3 separate regions of the Danio rerio genome follow, and regions 1 and 2 are each linked to region 3. Evidence: chromatin contacts called from public Hi-C data. All regions are on one chromosome and are shown on one strand. The core of a region is the stretch at or near the end of the contact, and the rest is flanking DNA. Distances in the headings are between cores, read along the strand shown. Region 1 holds the start of nsd1b (nuclear receptor binding SET domain protein 1b). Region 2 has its middle 16 kb from the start of nsd1b. Region 3 has its middle 22 kb from the start of znf346.

Region 1 (2,896 bases), core at 388-2,887, 240 kb after region 3:
ATATGAATTTACACGCATTTAAAAAAAACAGAATCAACGATGGGCTAAAAATCTGCAGATTTTCCGCAGATTTCCACAAACTTTTAGCCTATCATTAATTCTGTTTATTTACTTGGGTAAATGTGTGTAAATCTATTTATACAGTATTTGTTATTAATTACAGTAATATTTACTTATATGAATGTTCATCTGATGTACAATACAGTTTGCAAAGTATTTTTTTCTGTCTTTTAGTAGATATATTGTATGAGGGACTTGCTTTGTTTACCAAATAAAGTGGATCTAATTGAATTTGCATTTTAAATATTAAATAAAAGTTAAAAAGATAATATTAAATATTTCACATGTTAAGGTTTTAGTTATGATACTCCCAAAATAATTCCACAGAAATCCGCAGATTTTTACCAAAATTATCCGCAGAAATAGCAAAAAACGTCCGCAAATTCCGTGTACTTTTCCTGCTGTAACTTAGCCTACCCCGGGTGTGTTTTTTTCTGTCAGGTGCGGCGCTGTTCAGGCGAAGCAGAAAACAGCAACAGCAGGCCCACAGACAGCTCTGAAACACTTTCTCTCTCAGCTCAACGCCAGTGTTGACATCTTTCGCAGATTTCCCTTAAAGATGACAGAGAGAAACATCTTTAACTGCGTCGAGTGGATACGACGGCAGTCCCCAAGCCCTGAACACGCCATCCCCTAAAATATCCCTAACCGGACGATGAACAGTTTTGAGTTATGCAGGATTTGAAACAGACATGTTGCAAACTACCCCAAATACATGTTATCGCTGCCACTTATTGAAATGGGATAAAAATATATCTGTTCGTCGCTTTAAATCGCTCAAATGCCAAACTCGCACGACATTAATCCTTGGCACAGTCGTCGGCATAATGTCCGACTCCTCCATTTTCTCTCACCAGAATTGTTTTATTAACGGCAGAAGCAGGAAATCAAACCCGCGGTGTATTTGTTCACACGCCCAAATATAACCTGAATGAACAGATTCGATGCCATTTTATGAAGATGTGACTTAATGAGACGGAGAAGCCGCGTTGCTGGCGATGTTTGTGCCTTGTTTATTACGCACATCCTCTTCTAATACATATATATATAACGTTACACGAATTTGCCATTATTCATGGAGTAACACTGCAGAACGCATAGAACACGTTGAGCGCGAGGCATGTTATCATTAACACAATGTAAAAAGCGTCGTTGAAAGGCGAGCTACAACTTCTTGGATGTATAAAGGCTTACTTCAAAATCGAAATTTAACACTTTGTGGCCTGTGCCAGCACACGGCAGACTCCATCTTGAATAACAAGAGCGCTGAACTTACAATCAAAACGCGTATTTAAATAATGTTCCTAATGTTTGTGTTAAACACTTATGTTTGTTTCAGAATTTTCTGTCATATCACTTCAATGAAACATGCTGTCAATTAATAGCAGAAACGTCAACCCGTTATAAAAGCGCGTATAACTGGGGAAAATGTTGAAAAGACGTTGAAATGTTCGATTAAAAATGCATTTGAGCGTTTATTGGGATGTGTTTTGGGGATAAAGTGAAGCACAGGAGTTGAGGAGAGCTCCTCTCACAGGGGGCTGGGTTGCTGTGCCGATTGGCTGCTGTTCATAGACACATACAGTCACGGGCTTGAAACAGAACCAGGAGCAGGTCGACAGCAAGGAAAGCATAATCACTGAAAATGAAAAGTACAACGTCCGTATCGTAAAGCGGAGGTACGCTGTGACTCAGACACCGCGCACTGGGAAGCCTGCTCTCTGCGTGAGTGTTATAATGCATGTCTTTGCTGTGTTTTTATATTGTAGGGCTGGAGAGTGATGGTAGCGTGAATGTGTTCTCAGGTTCTCTGGCCTACTACTGCAGCTGCGGCTGGGATTTTCTTGATCCACTTTCACAATTTGGGAAAAGGGGTCATTTCACGCGCACAAACGAAGTGGTTTCAGTATGAATGACACTTGTCAACATGCAAATGGTAAGATTTCAGCGGTGTTTCCTTGAGTATAACATTCTGTTTGTTTTTTTGTCTTTTAAACGAAAAGACAGGCGTAACCCTGTGTGAACTCGCATATTTACCCGGAGATACATAGTATTAAAATACAAAGATATACATATTAATGAGATTAGCACGCGTGGCAATGAACCCAGCGCTAGGGGTTGCACATGTATGTCATTGCCGAATCTTATACTACTACTTCGTGTGAATTGTGTGTGTGTGTGTCAGAGTTCATGCTTGGCTCTGTCATATATGTGCGCCGCTTTCATTGCTGCGTCCCTATGTTTTGGAGTATGCTCGAAATGGCTCTCCATACTGGCCCTACTACTGTAAACCCGTCCGAACCTACAGTCGTGCTGAAAACTTTGAGGAATTTAGTTTAATTTTGTGTAAAAATCAGATACATCAATACATTTTCAATTTAATATCTAGATTGTATTTATATAAAAAAATATATAGACAAATACAATTTGTAGCTTTTCTTTTATAAAATAGTTCACAAATGTATCTTTTCAAATATAAATGTCAAGATCACCAGATATACAGAGAGTAAGTTTAGTGGGTGTTTTAAATAATGGGATTACACAGTGCAAAAAAAGCTTTTCTTACTTAAATTTTCTTGTCTTATTTTTAGTCCAAATATCTGAAAATTCCTTAATCAAGAAGAATTTTCTTGACAAGCAAAACCTATTGCCTTTTTTTCAGGAATAACAGCCCAAATTAAGTGAGTTTTTCCTCAAAACAAGCAAAATGATCTGCCAATGGGGTAAGCAAAATAATCTTATGTCAAAGAAAAAGATATATTTTGCTTACTCCATTGTCTGATTATTTTGCTTGTTTTATGGAAAAACTCGCTTAATATTGGCATATTATTATTAG
Region 2 (2,700 bases), core at 36-2,535, 220 kb after region 3:
AACAAGTATGGAAAATAGTACATGGCTTATTATTTTATGTATAAAGGTACTAAATAACAGTCAATTATCATGGTTATGTTATGTTTCCAATTTAATTCAATTCAAGTTTACATGTATAGCACTTTTCACAAAAAATATCATTCCAAAGCAGCTTCACAAAATGTGTATATATTTTTTGTGAACCATTAAAGAAGTTGCTTAGAGAACATTTTAATGCACGTTTCAGATGACATATTATATGGGCAGTAGTGTTCATTTTACCTAGAAACTAGTCAATATTATATAGTTTCACAAAAATGCAATTATTTCCACTGAGCCGCAGTCGAAACATAAAGCTGAGTTTAAAACTAGTGTGAAAATGTAAGGTTGAAAATAAAAACTCATAAACTTACTGTGAATTTTGTTAACTGTAAAAACTATAATTGAATACTGCTAACCAAAGTGATCATTGATCAGTTTTTTGTCAGAAGTTCCTGAATCACAAGGTGATCACTCACAAATCAGAATGAACAACATGGGTTTTATTCAAATGAGTAGAGTTCACACAGGACGACTTAGCAAACGAAATTAAATATAAAGCTGAACCCATTGAACGGTGGGAAGGAAGAGGCTCTCACCAGCATCAGATCATGACCCGCACCAGCGAGGAGCCCTAAACCCTCTACTGTCTCATCAACAGCTATATGACAGGCCTCATCCCACAGAACCACGATTCAGATTGACATCTCAATGAGGGGGCCGGTGCCAGTCTTTTACAAGCGCCATTTCACGGCTGTGCTCTTTGTCCTCTACCCCCCCACTCCACCCCACCGGGTAGAGCCCAGCCCTTTCTTTTTTGGGAGCAGAGAGAGCTGCAGCGGGCAGATACAGGGAGGGCCTCTCGTCATGCCCCACTGCCCTTCAATCGGTGTCTGAGTCATTGCCCACAAAAACTGGCTTGCTCCATATACCTCGCTTTTGCATATGAATGAACGGCCTATTGTCCGGCCTTAAATGCACATTAAACCTGTCTGGAAACAACCGAGAGGAGGCGCACACTTTTTCCCTCATCTTAATAAACTAATTAATTGGACATATGAGATTTAGGAGAGGAAGAACTTCTTGGCGCTGTTTATTCCAGCGCTTCCTTAAGCAACGGCAAGTGTCCCTCATAAAGGAAAGGATGTTTATAGTTCTGCCAAGAGTAGCTCAGAGTCTTTGTATGGAGGCCAAACGGAGACCTCTGGCTTTTGTCTGTGAATGAGGGTTTGAACAAACTCATCCCGCCAGACAGACCGTTGCAGAGGCTCGTCCGTCCCGTCTTGCCCTGCAGGTTTGCCCTTTGCTCTGGCCTGGAGAGGAGACACTGGAGATGGGCCGAGTTCAGGCAAACCAGGTCAGCTGAGATCTGAGAGAGAGCAAAGTGCACGTCCAAATAAGAGTGATTAGAGATATCAATAGGCATTTCCATTGACTTACGCCATTGACAGTTTGCTTGTGAGTCTTGTTTGACCATGTTACGCATTGTTGGTTTGTAGAATCTTAGATTATGTAGAAACTTTTTGTAGAAAATAGATTATGATTGATGCAAAGGAGTGAAGTTCTACAATCTGTAGTAGAAAAGGCATGTGATTTGCTTGTTGTTCAAAACTCATTTGTTGTTGTATTGTCTTACAAAAAGGTATGTGAACTGTTTTGTTTGCACATGGAAAGCCAATGTGGTTTCAACATTTAAACTCCAAACATCCAATCAAATGTGAGCATTGATCAGCATCAGTAGATTGGCCTGTGGTATGCACATGTCAAACCTCATGGGTTTTCACAAGTCAAGACATCTGAGGTTACAATTTCAGAAGATGTACAAAACACCAGCTAGTTCATGCTGCATTATACCTAAGAGAGCTTGGATGCTTTGGATCGTATTGACTTTAATAAATTGGACTGAAAAACTGAAAGGATCTGCTTTTTTGTGTGTTCTGCAGAATAAAGAAAATCGGTTACGCTTTATTTTGATGGTCCGTTTGTTGAATTTACGTAACATTGCATCTACATGCCAACTAATTCTCATTAGATTATAGGTAGACTTTTATGTTGGGATTAGGCTTACTGTAAATTAACTTGTTCTTGCTAAGTTTTTCATAGTTAGTTAAATGTCTGTTAAAAGAGCAGTATCAACAGATAAGCAGTTAAGTGTTGCCATAAAATCATTTGACATGAGAGTGAGAAAATTATGGAAAGAGTTCTACTTTCGGGTGAACCAACTTTTAAAACATGGTTTCTGAATTATATGTCTGTCCTTGACGTGCAAAATGACATGGAAAATGAATGCCTCAGATAACCTTCATCTGCATGCAGTACAAAGCTAAAAAGAGGAACAAGTCAGAGAACATCTAATCTCTGGTTTTTCTGGACCTTTTCTAGGAGTTAGCGGTTTTGCTAAACTGCAGGGACTGTGATGTGACTGTCAAAATAACAGTGCAGTCTGGACATAAAGAATAAAGGTATACTTTAAAAGTGGCTTTGCATCTTAAAATCCAACAAACAGAAATTAACCCTGCATTCTTTTTACCACCTACAGTGCTAAACTACACTAAAGTTTGCAAAAAACACTCTATGAAGAGATTTCTGTAAAAATGTAAATTGCCGGAGCTGTTAGTCTCCAGTTAATTTTTCTGGCATGCCCCATGTTGGGCTTTGTGTCCTTGCTCCAACTGCTTGGCT
Region 3 (2,834 bases), core at 261-2,760:
GACCTGCAAGATCTGCTGTCATGAACAACATTGACAGAAAATATTAAGGTATTCAGATGACAAGTTGATTTAAAAGAAAAGCATTTCACAGAATTGTGGGGAAATTGTTTCTTTACATTACTAAATGTATTTGACTATGAAAAAATTGTTCTTTTAATAAACACTAAAAGCTTCTTTTTCTGTGGACCATCTTTGGGGGAAAAAAAACAGTTTTGGGTTGCGTTTTTCAATCTTGTATTCGAATATGTTCAGACTTTGTCCACAAGATGGCATACATTACACACTGGCCTTAGCTTTTTCCTAATTGCCGTCTTTCGATGATCAAGAGACATTCACAGTATACAGACAATTAGGGCGTTCAGAATTTAACACAGAAAATTATAACCATTTTCTGTAAGTTAAATGGCACACAATGTGCTACAGAGGGGACAATGTTTTAAATTCATTTTTAAAGGCGACTAAAGAAAATACTAGCGAAGAGCAAGTGTGAATGGGAAAATGCTGCACACTTGGCCATGATGAAGAGACCTGACCTGGGTGTCACATTCACCAAACTGCTGGACTCTTACAGATTTGTCATTACCAAATCTCTTCTCTGAAGTAATGTACTTCAAATGTGCTATGTAAACCAGCTAAATTATTATTATTATTATTATTATTATTTTTTGGAAAACTGACATTTAAACCAACAACTGAATTGCTAGCACCGTCATGTATAAGAATCAGTGTATTTTAGCTATAAATGTCAATAAGTCAGAATTAAGCCCCCCTCAATTATTAGCCCCCTTTATTTCCCCCTCAATTTCTGTTGAACTGAGAGATTTTTTCAACACATTTCTAATAGTTTTAATAACTCATTTATGATTTATCTTTGCCATGATAACAGCACATATTTTACTAGATATTTTTCAAGACACTTCTGTACAGCTTAAAGTGACATTTACAGGCTTAACTAGGTTAATTAGGTTAACTAGGCAGGTTAGTGTAATTAGGCAATTCATTGTAACGATGGTTTGTTCTGTGGACTATCGAAAAATGGGCGAAATATTTTGACCTTAAAATGTTTTTTTAAACATTAAAAACTGCTTTTATTATAGCCAAAATAAAACAAACAAGACTTTCTCCAGCAGAAAAAATATCAGACGTACTGTGAACATTTCCTTGCTCTGTTAAATATAATTTGGGAAATATATAAAAAAAAATAATTCAAAGGGGCTCAGTAGCATGCTGAACTGCTGAAGCACAACAAATAAACTCAAATAAAAAGAAAAACAAACGAGCACTTAAGCATAAAAGCTAGCACTATTTAGCAAAATGAGCACTATAAATGCTAATGCGTGCAATAACAGCCATGATGCGTGGCGAAAACGCGGTTTGGTATTTTCATTCATAAAACGGCAGCAGGGAGGAGGGTTGACTATTTTCATTGATAAGATCTATTTACTCGAAGGGGGAGGATCTGGAGCCTTTCCATTCACCGAGAGAGCGGCTTCTGCCCTCCAGTGAGGCGCCACGGCATAAACAACAACACAGTTCAGTTCAGCGCACTAGCAGGCTGAAACAGACCCAGACCCACTCAATGTACAAACCCACCGCCAGCTTTCCCTGTGTATTCCCTCCTGAGATCTTAGCACAGCAGTTTCTCATCCGGTAAAAATATATACACATTCAAATATATATTGAAATGTATTTTCAAAATGTAATATATAAGCCTATTATAGTCAGAGTATGAAGTTGTTAAAAAAGACTGAATGGGTATTGTGAACAGTTTTCAAATCGAAAGGTTTTTTAATGTTGACTATGTATAGTCAAAGGTACAAGAATGATCGTTGTTCAGTAGTTTTTTTTTTTTTTTCAAAATTTTTTTTCCAGTTTCAAGTTGATTATGTTTATGTAGTATACACTGAATACCTATATTGTAAAGCCCAAAAGTGTTCAGTTACAAAACAAATTTTTACTTTTTTTACATCGAATCAAAACTTTAAGTCAAGAGTTTGCCAGGAGTACATTTAAAGTTATATTACAATGTATTTGGAAAAAAAAGGTTTGAAAGCTCTTAAAAATAAATACATTTTCATACAAAAATGTGATATTTTGCCTCATACTTTTAAATATGTATTTAGTTGAAAAGTACTTATACAGTTGAAGCCAGAATTATTAGCCCCCCTTTGAATTTGTTTTCTTTTTTTTAAATTTCCCAAATGATGTTTAACAGAGCAAGGAAATGTTCACAGTATGTCTGATAATATTTTTTCTTCTGCAGAAAGTCTTATTTGTTTTATTTCGGCTAGAATAAAAGCAGTTTTTATTTTTTTAAGAACCATTTTAATGTCAAAATTATTATATTATTATTATATTAATATTATTAGCTTCTTTAAGCTATATTTTTCGATAGTCTACTGAACAAATCATCATATCTTACATAATTACCTTAACCTTCTTAACCTAGTTAAACATATAAATGTCACTTTAAGCTGTATTGAAGTGTCTTGAAAAATATCTAGTCAAATATTATTTACTGTCATCATGGCAAAGATAAAAGAAATCTGTTATTAGAAATTAGTTATTAAATCTATTATGGTTATAAATGTGTTAAATGTGCAAACATAAATTGGGGAAAATAAACAGGGGGCCTAATGATTCTGACTTCAACTGAAAAAGACAAACTTGAAAAATAAATAAAACTTTTATTGACAGCCACAGTAACAAGCAAACATATTTAAGTATGTGTTGTGCTGTGCATTATTTGTCACTCTATTCTTTTACTCTTATTTTAAGAGTATAAATCATTTTTATTTTAAATAATTGATACTTCAGATCTTCGTCCACAGTTT

What was found. Hi-C and Micro-C count contacts between places; a contact is called where the count stands out from the background.
Region 1: a contact with region 3 is called in a Hi-C map of embryo, with 2.8 times the contacts expected there. The contact joins the promoter of nsd1b here to the enhancer-like site in region 3. A contact is called at or near these places in 9 of 18 Hi-C or Micro-C datasets (caudal fin, embryo, fibroblasts and 3 more) and 1 of 4 datasets of contacts at active chromatin or transcription factors (caudal fin).
Region 2: a contact with region 3 is called in a Hi-C map of embryo, with 4 times the contacts expected there. The contact joins two enhancer-like sites. A contact is called at or near these places in 8 of 18 Hi-C or Micro-C datasets (caudal fin, embryo, fibroblasts and 3 more) and 1 of 4 datasets of contacts at active chromatin or transcription factors (caudal fin).

Annotation. Positions count from the first base shown.
Region 1 is chr21:41,013,423-41,016,318 of GRCz12tu, forward strand. It overlaps nsd1b (nuclear receptor binding SET domain protein 1b), which reads left to right and starts at 1,638. Exons shown (of 23, transcript XM_073935469.1): 1 at 1,638-1,739; 2 at 1,866-1,996.
Region 2 is chr21:40,997,701-41,000,400 of GRCz12tu, forward strand. No RefSeq gene overlaps it. Among named protein-coding and RNA genes, the nearest start is that of nsd1b, 16 kb to the right of the region's middle. Within about 2 kb of position 1,286, at least 20 of the 62 cell types and tissues checked have an H3K27ac peak or open chromatin away from gene starts, as enhancers often do.
Region 3 is chr21:40,773,896-40,776,729 of GRCz12tu, forward strand. No RefSeq gene overlaps it. Among named protein-coding and RNA genes, the nearest start is that of znf346, 22 kb to the left of the region's middle. Within about 2 kb of position 1,511, at least 36 of the 62 cell types and tissues checked have an H3K27ac peak or open chromatin away from gene starts, as enhancers often do.